Linked DNA regions of Pan troglodytes: region 2 is linked to region 1. Evidence: chromatin contacts called from public Hi-C data. All regions are on one chromosome and are shown on one strand. The core of a region is the stretch at or near the end of the contact, and the rest is flanking DNA. Distances in the headings are between cores, read along the strand shown. Region 1 has its middle 78 kb from the start of MIR205. Region 2 has its middle 180 kb from the start of MIR205.

The links. A called contact is a pair of places that touch in the nucleus more often than the background predicts.
Region 2: a contact with region 1 is called in a Hi-C map of induced pluripotent stem cells, with 2.2 times the contacts expected there. The contact joins two enhancer-like sites. A contact is called at or near these places in 2 of 7 Hi-C or Micro-C datasets (induced pluripotent stem cells and stem cell-derived neural progenitor cells) and 1 of 1 other capture datasets (stem cell-derived neural stem cells).

Annotation. Positions count from the first base shown.
Region 1 is chr1:39,757,808-39,761,226 of NHGRI_mPanTro3-v2.0_pri, forward strand. No RefSeq gene overlaps it. Among named protein-coding and RNA genes, the nearest start is that of MIR205, 78 kb to the left of the region's middle. Within about 2 kb of position 1,589, at least 3 of the 24 cell types and tissues checked have an H3K27ac peak or open chromatin away from gene starts, as enhancers often do. A contact at or near this core is called in induced pluripotent stem cells, where this site is marked.
Region 2 is chr1:39,860,476-39,864,041 of NHGRI_mPanTro3-v2.0_pri, forward strand. No RefSeq gene overlaps it. Among named protein-coding and RNA genes, the nearest start is that of MIR205, 180 kb to the left of the region's middle. Within about 2 kb of position 1,931, at least 6 of the 24 cell types and tissues checked have an H3K27ac peak or open chromatin away from gene starts, as enhancers often do. A contact at or near this core is called in induced pluripotent stem cells, where this site is marked.

The DNA.
Region 1 (3,419 bases), core at 339-2,838:
GCCAGTGCAGTTGAAGATAAAATTAAAGAGCTTGAAGAACACATAATGGGAGGGAGGAAAAGAAAGACTAATTGGTAGAATAAAACCCGGCCCTAAATCTACAGAAATCTTAAATCCACAAAGGTGCAGGATTATAAAACCCATCCATAAGTAACAAGGTGATCAACATAGATTTCCTTCAGCTGTGCGAGACAGCAGGATGCTAGCTATGCCGGCTGTAGCTTCTTCCAACATGAATTTGCCGGTTCTTTTCCTGCTCCAGTTTGTCCTCATTTAAATGAAGCTGGTTATGTTTGCACCTCCTGGTTTTGCCTCTGTGCTCGTATACCAAGGAGTTGCCCGTCCCTGCTAAGCAGAGGCACAATCCAGGCGGGAGAAGCAGGGGATTAACATTTGCATGTTGTGTCTCTGTTCCAAGAGCTGTGCAAGGGGTTTCAGCATTTATGGTCTGATGTAATTAAAAGTCATTCTCCACACCCTCTTCTCTTCATTCCCTGGAGGGATTCAGGGAAGGAAGGACATGAAACTTGTCATTGGCTTCTTGCCTGTCAGCAGCTCACAGAGCTGTGGGAGGACAGGGGCCTTTTCTGGGAATTGCATTAGGCAGCACACCTGACCAGGAGTTTCTTGTTTTTGTTATTTTAAAATAAAATCTTGGGGCCGGGGACGGTGGCTCACACCTGTAATCCCAGCACTTTCGGAGGGTGAGGCAGGCAGATCACTTGAGGTCAGGAGTTGGAGAACAGCCTGATCAACATGGCGAAACCCCATCTTTACTAAAAATACAAAAATTAGTCGGATGTGCTGGTGGTGCATGCCTTTAATCCCAGTTACTCAGGAAGCTGAGGCAGGAGAATCGCTTGAATCCGGGAGGCGGAGCTTGCAGTGAGCCGAGACTGTGCCAGTGCACTCCAGCCTGGGTGACAGAGCGAGACTCCATCTCAAAAAAATAAAAATAAAATAAAATAAAAAACAAAATCTTGATACTAAGTTGTGATAGATCCTGGCCACAGTTTGCCTGTGACTCTTCTACATAAATTCAGCAGCCCAAGGCTGCAACTTTACATGGACATAACTAAAGACTAGTGCTTGTAGTGGACTGATCCCCAGAGGCAACCAGATGCAAATATCTCCAATGTTTTCTCTTCTATGGCCTTCCTCTGCTTTCCTGTCTACCTACTGTAGCGGCCAGTAAAGGCACCAAGCTTAGGGCCGAGGAGCTTTTCAAATATTTTTCTTAGGAAAATATGAAAAAGCCCTCCTCCCCACCACAACAAAAAACCCTCACATTGGATCCATAATTCAAAAAGAAAACCAATGTTTAACTACTGTCTACAAAACATGCCAACTAACTCAAAAGCAACTCAACTCTTAGCTACATGTAAATTTATTTAATGTGGGATGTGGGTGCATTTTAGTGTCTTTGAAGTAATGCAGGTTGCGACCTCTAAAATAAGCTTGCCTGAGGCCCAGGAAAGCTTTGCAGCGTTCTTCTATGTGGCTTCTGGGAAGGCTCCAGCCCCTACAGAAGTAGTGAGGCCTTCAGCGGTTTCTCCTGCACCTGCTTCTGAACACTAGGTGGCAGCACGGAACTTCCTAAGTCTTCTCCAGAGGCTGAGTACAAACCTGAGCAATTCCACCTTAAGAAGGGCCATGCACAGAACCATGCAAAAAGTGCAGTAATTCTTGGACGTGGCTAATCTCTGTAATTCACCCGATTGCAGATACAAGTGACAGCTGCAATAGGGGTGATGTTCTCTCATTCGCTGTGTCACCGGGATGCTATTTCGAATCTTCCCGAGATTAGAAAAAGGATTACAATTGCCCCCAGGGCCTTGCCGTGTAATTTTTATCAGTCTTGATCTGTGAGTTCCCCTAGGCAGCGCGTGTGCCTGCCTGTATGTGTGTGTGCGCTCGCGCGCGCGTGCTCACACGTGTGTGAATAGGTCCTTGGTGAGATATGAGGCTCTTGTGGAGCACACAGAAGTTGTTTCAGAGGATGAATTTCCAGATTCATCCCCAACTCCAAGACTCTTGCCTTCTCACTTGTTCATTCCTTCAGATTCAGTGGTGCAGCGCCAGCTTCATAGCCATACAATCTGTGCAGTTGTACGTTGCCTGGTGTTCAGCAGGTCCCTATCTTTGATTTCATATTCTGCTGTCACTGTCTTGAAATTCTTAATACTTCTTGAACAAGGAGTCTTTCATATTTACTTTGTACTGGGCTCCATATATGTTATATAGCTGGTCCTACTGTGGAAAATTAGGGCCAGAGGTAAATTTCTCTCTAAGATGTGACTCTCTTCTTTCTCAGCATCATCTCAATGACTGGCTTGTCTTAGACTTGAGAATGGGAAAAACGTGGGCTTTTGGTCAGATGTACTTGGATGCAGGTTGGGAGCCTGCTACTTACTGCCTATGTGACCTAGAGCACATTTGTTAACCTCTGCAAGACCACCTCATCCTTTAGAAGAATACAATCGTCCTTTCCTCATAAGATGTGGTGAGTACAAAGTGCTAGGATCCATGCAAAATGCCTAGCACACAGTAGGTATTCAACAAACATTCCTTTATTTGCCCCCATCTCTCCTGGAAATCAGCGTCAATTATTTCTACATTATCTCCCCTGTCCAGAGTACCCAGCCTTAGTTGGAGTTAAAGCTTGGTTTTATTTACAGTGAAGCAGGTTTAGGGCAAATGTTCAGTCTCTAACCCATCTCGCTGTGAGTTGAAAGCAGTTTCTTATTCTATTCAGGTCTCTGTGTTGAGCGAGATGCATGACCAAACTGTGGTTATGATTTCTGCACCACGGGAAAAACTGGCTTTACAGAGCTACCTACTGTTTGGGGAACCTCTAAAGAGAGCTTCTGTTTGAAATGCCATCTTCAAGGAATTTCCCTTGTACTAATTAGCTTAATATGTTGCACTTGTATAATGTGTTTTTCTCCTAGGATCTGTGGATACTTGGCAAACAGCCATTAATCACATCCTCTTACCTTGATGTCAGATGACTGCAGTTGACACATTCATCTCCCTGCCTGGATAGGGAGTTGGAGGGCCCTGGGTCCGAGGCCTGCCTCTGCTCACCATTTTTGTGTGGTCTTGAACAACTTTTCTGGACCTCAGTTACTTCATGTGTAAATTGAGGTTAATAAATTATATTTGGAAATTGATTCTATGGCTAAATTCTATGAAGATGAGATAGTCTCCAAATAGAACACTCTTTATAAAGTAGAAATAATTCCGCAATGCAAAGGATGACAATATTACATTTTGACAGTGAAGTTCAGGTTTAAATTCCAGTGCTATATTGAACATTATGCTTTTGTAGGCATTGAAATTTCCTCTTGCAAGGACTGGGATTGGATATCCAAGAGGCAAATGGAAAATTCCTTTGACCACTAAGATGTTAATTAGCT
Region 2 (3,566 bases), core at 681-3,180, 100 kb after region 1:
GCAGGCACACTGGAGGCTCCAATGCCACCTGGTGTTCCAATGCCACCTGGAATGACACATCTTTGCTCTTCTCTGTACTAGCTTCAGTTTCAGACACACTTTTGCTTGTGGTGGCAAGAGAGCCCCCAGCATTTCCAGACTCAAACTCCATCTCACTAGTACCAGGAAAAGTTCCAGGTGGGCTCCCATTGGATCAATTTGAGCCATGTTCCTTCTCTGAACTAATTACTGTGGCCAGGGGAATAGGATGTCTTTATGGATCATGCCTTAGCCAGTTGTTCACCCCTGGAGCCTGGAGTGGGGCCAACCACACCCAAAGTACATGGTCTGAGAGTGAGCAAGAAATGATTCCGCCAGGAAAATCAGGAGTCTTCTTTACAGAAGAGCAAAGATGCTGGCAGGCAAAAACAACAGATGTCCACCCCAGATGCCAACAAGAAGCCAAAGTCACAAAACTGAACCAAGTACAGTTATGTACCAGTTTCTGGAATCCACCAGGAAAGAGTCAGATCTATATGAGGACTCAAGGTGTAAATGACAATTGCCCAGACGGCATTCTATATAAGGGTCTCTTTTTTAATAAATGTTTCAGGCCCTCCCTGGCCTGCTCCTTAACGCTTTAGAAAGAAACCTACTCTTTCTAGGCCTGACCCCAGAAACCCTAGTGCAGAAAGGGATCCCTTTGTAGAATGCAAGAGTGTCCTCCTGCCTTTCACTTTTTCATTCTCACAAAGTCTGGTCTTAAATCTTCACCCAGGCTAGACTCCTCCCCACCACATACATCTGTTTCTCTATTGATGCTACAGAGTAATCAGAAAGGGTCATTGGTATTGCTGTTCTGGTGAACATATCCATTGAAACAGATGCGTAGCAGATACCTGGGGCAGGAGTGGGAGTTGAGCAATGTGGCCCCGGCATAACTAGCATGAAGAAAAACCAAGGTAGAAGAGAAGAAGTGAGGGGGTAGCTGCCTAACAGGTTATATTTACCAAAATGTTTAAAAGGAAGGAGGAGGAAGCATACTTATTAGAAGAGCTATCTCCATTTAAACAGCTCACAAAATTAGCCGTCTCACCCATATGCCAAACACTGACAAAGAAAACACAACAGTCCAACACAAAAAAAAGAGAGAGCAGAGCTGCAGTCTCAGGCTCTGAGAGGGCTCATTATCAAAGCTCTGTCTCCATCCTGTTGATATCAATCCTGGCAGGGCACCGTGGCTGCTGCCAGTGGAGAGGAAAAAATTACCCAGGCTGACGCCTCCAAATAATTGATAATTTGCCTAAATGAACAAATCAAGTAAGATTTAATTGTTGGCGGGGACTGCCATCCAGGAACAGCAAAGTATATAATCGCTTAAGCATTACATATGGCTTTCCACGCATCCCCCCTCCCTCCCCCTTTCTTTTTATAAACCAAACATAATTGTTTAATGACATTGATGGGGAATAGACTTGTGACATTAAAAATGACACTTATGACAGAACTGTCAGTTGATGACAGCTCACTGACAGCGCCAGTGAGAAATTAATCATTTTAGATGCTTTATGGTTTGCTCATTTAATGTCACAAATAAGATCTTGCTATCTAACCACATATAATCTCTCCCCAACAACCAACTCTGGTCCCTCTCCAGGGACAGTTTGGTTATTATCCTGCCTCTGGTATGGGGGCTGGCTGAGTGGGGCCTGGGGTAAGATTTTAGGAATAGTTGGTGGTGGGTTACCTGCAGGGAGGGGCTAGAAATTCCCTGGGGAAATTTGCACCTGAGCGGAGTCCACATTTAGTTCTCTCACTTGCCACTTGTTTAAGGAAGCTTTCAAGGGGAAAGAGCTAAACTGTTGGGACTGATTCTAATAAAGACAGAAAGCTGAGGAAGTAGAGAGGCTATTTTTAGCTGGTTAATGGGGAGTAAATGGGGCCACCCTGTGATATGCTAAGATATGCCTTGTGCTCATTGCTGACTGGTACTCCCACACTCTCTGCTGGGCAGACATCTGTTAATTGCTTTCTGTTGGACTTCACTTTGACATTTGGAGAAATGGAAGGAGACTACCTAACTATTTTTTCCCTAAACGATGTCTCTGTGGAGCTTGGGAGCAAGGGAGGAAGGAAGTGAGGTGAGTTGGAAGCTTGCTCTCTGCTCGGGTTTGCTAAAACCTTCAACACAGTGTGCCTAAGGCACTTTGGCCTGGATTTTATTGAAAACCCCTGTGTGGGCTCCAGACAATCCGTCACTGAAGTCTTTTCTTCCATGCTGCATTGGCCTGTGGTCTATTTAATCCGAACACATGCTTATCTCTCTACCCACCTTTCCATACATTTTCCTAATCTTGTAAATAGATTCTAAAAAAATAATAAAATAAACTTTCCAATTTATAACAAAAAATGTTCTTCATCTCGTTGTGCATGCATCAGTGCTTTCTTGAGGAGGCAGCTCCTGTCACCAAGCAGCAGAAGGCTAAAAATCAAGCTTCCTAGGGTGAAGGTGGTAGTTTCACTGGTACGTAATCTTACCCTGCCTTTTCTTTCATTTAGACACCTAAGTTGCGTTTGTATTTGCATTTAGTTAGGTTTAGCTATGTGGTGTAGTGCAATTAATGGCCACTAGGTGGCAACAAAGGACCTCTTGGCCTGATTATTGGCTGTAGGCAGTGACTGATACAGGTGAAATGGGCCTGCCTTCTGTTATAACAGTACCAGTGAAGACTTATTTGATGCTAACCACCTGGCAGGCACCATCATAAGTGCTTGCTTCTTATACATTAACACTTCGATCTGCAACAATCCTGTGAGTATTACAGAGATTAAGGAACTCACTCACATACCTAGCAGTTGGCAGAGCTGAAATTTAGCTTCGGCTCTGACTAATGACAAAGGCTGTATTCTTAGACTGCACTTTACTACACCCTTAAAAAATACCCTTCCAGTTTGGGGAAGAAGTTGAATAGCCAAAACAAATGCCTCACCATCACTGAGCTCTGAAGCTTCCTTCACATAAAATAAGAAGAAAAGGACCCAGAAAGAGCAAATTTATCAAGGTACACAGACTCTCAGAGTTGGACAATTCTTGACCCTGTAGCCTAGGCTCCCATCCAGTAGAGGGGTCTCCCTGGCACAGCCCTGAAAGAAGATCACATGGTCTCTGCCAGACGACTTCTGGAAACTGGTCGCCAAATGAAGGTGGCATGAGTTTCTTCTCTGTCTGCTCATGGTGACTTTTCTTTCTAAGAAGAGGAATTCAGAGAGAAGAGACCCCCAAAAAAAAAAAAAATCCGGACAAACAAATTCATAGCCCCTATCCATCAAAGTAGCTCTAGGGAACAATATGGATATGATGGTTAATTTCATCTGTCCACTTGACTGGACTGTGGGGTGCCTAGACACCTGGTCACATATTATTATGAGTGTGTCTGTGAAGGTGTTTCTGAAAGAGATTAACATTTGAATCGGTAGACTGAGGGAAGCAGATTGTCCTTGCTAATGTGTGCTAGCCCCATCTGATCTGTTGAAGGCTTGAATAGAACAAAAAGGCTGACCCTGCCTAGAGTAAGAGAGAATTCCCC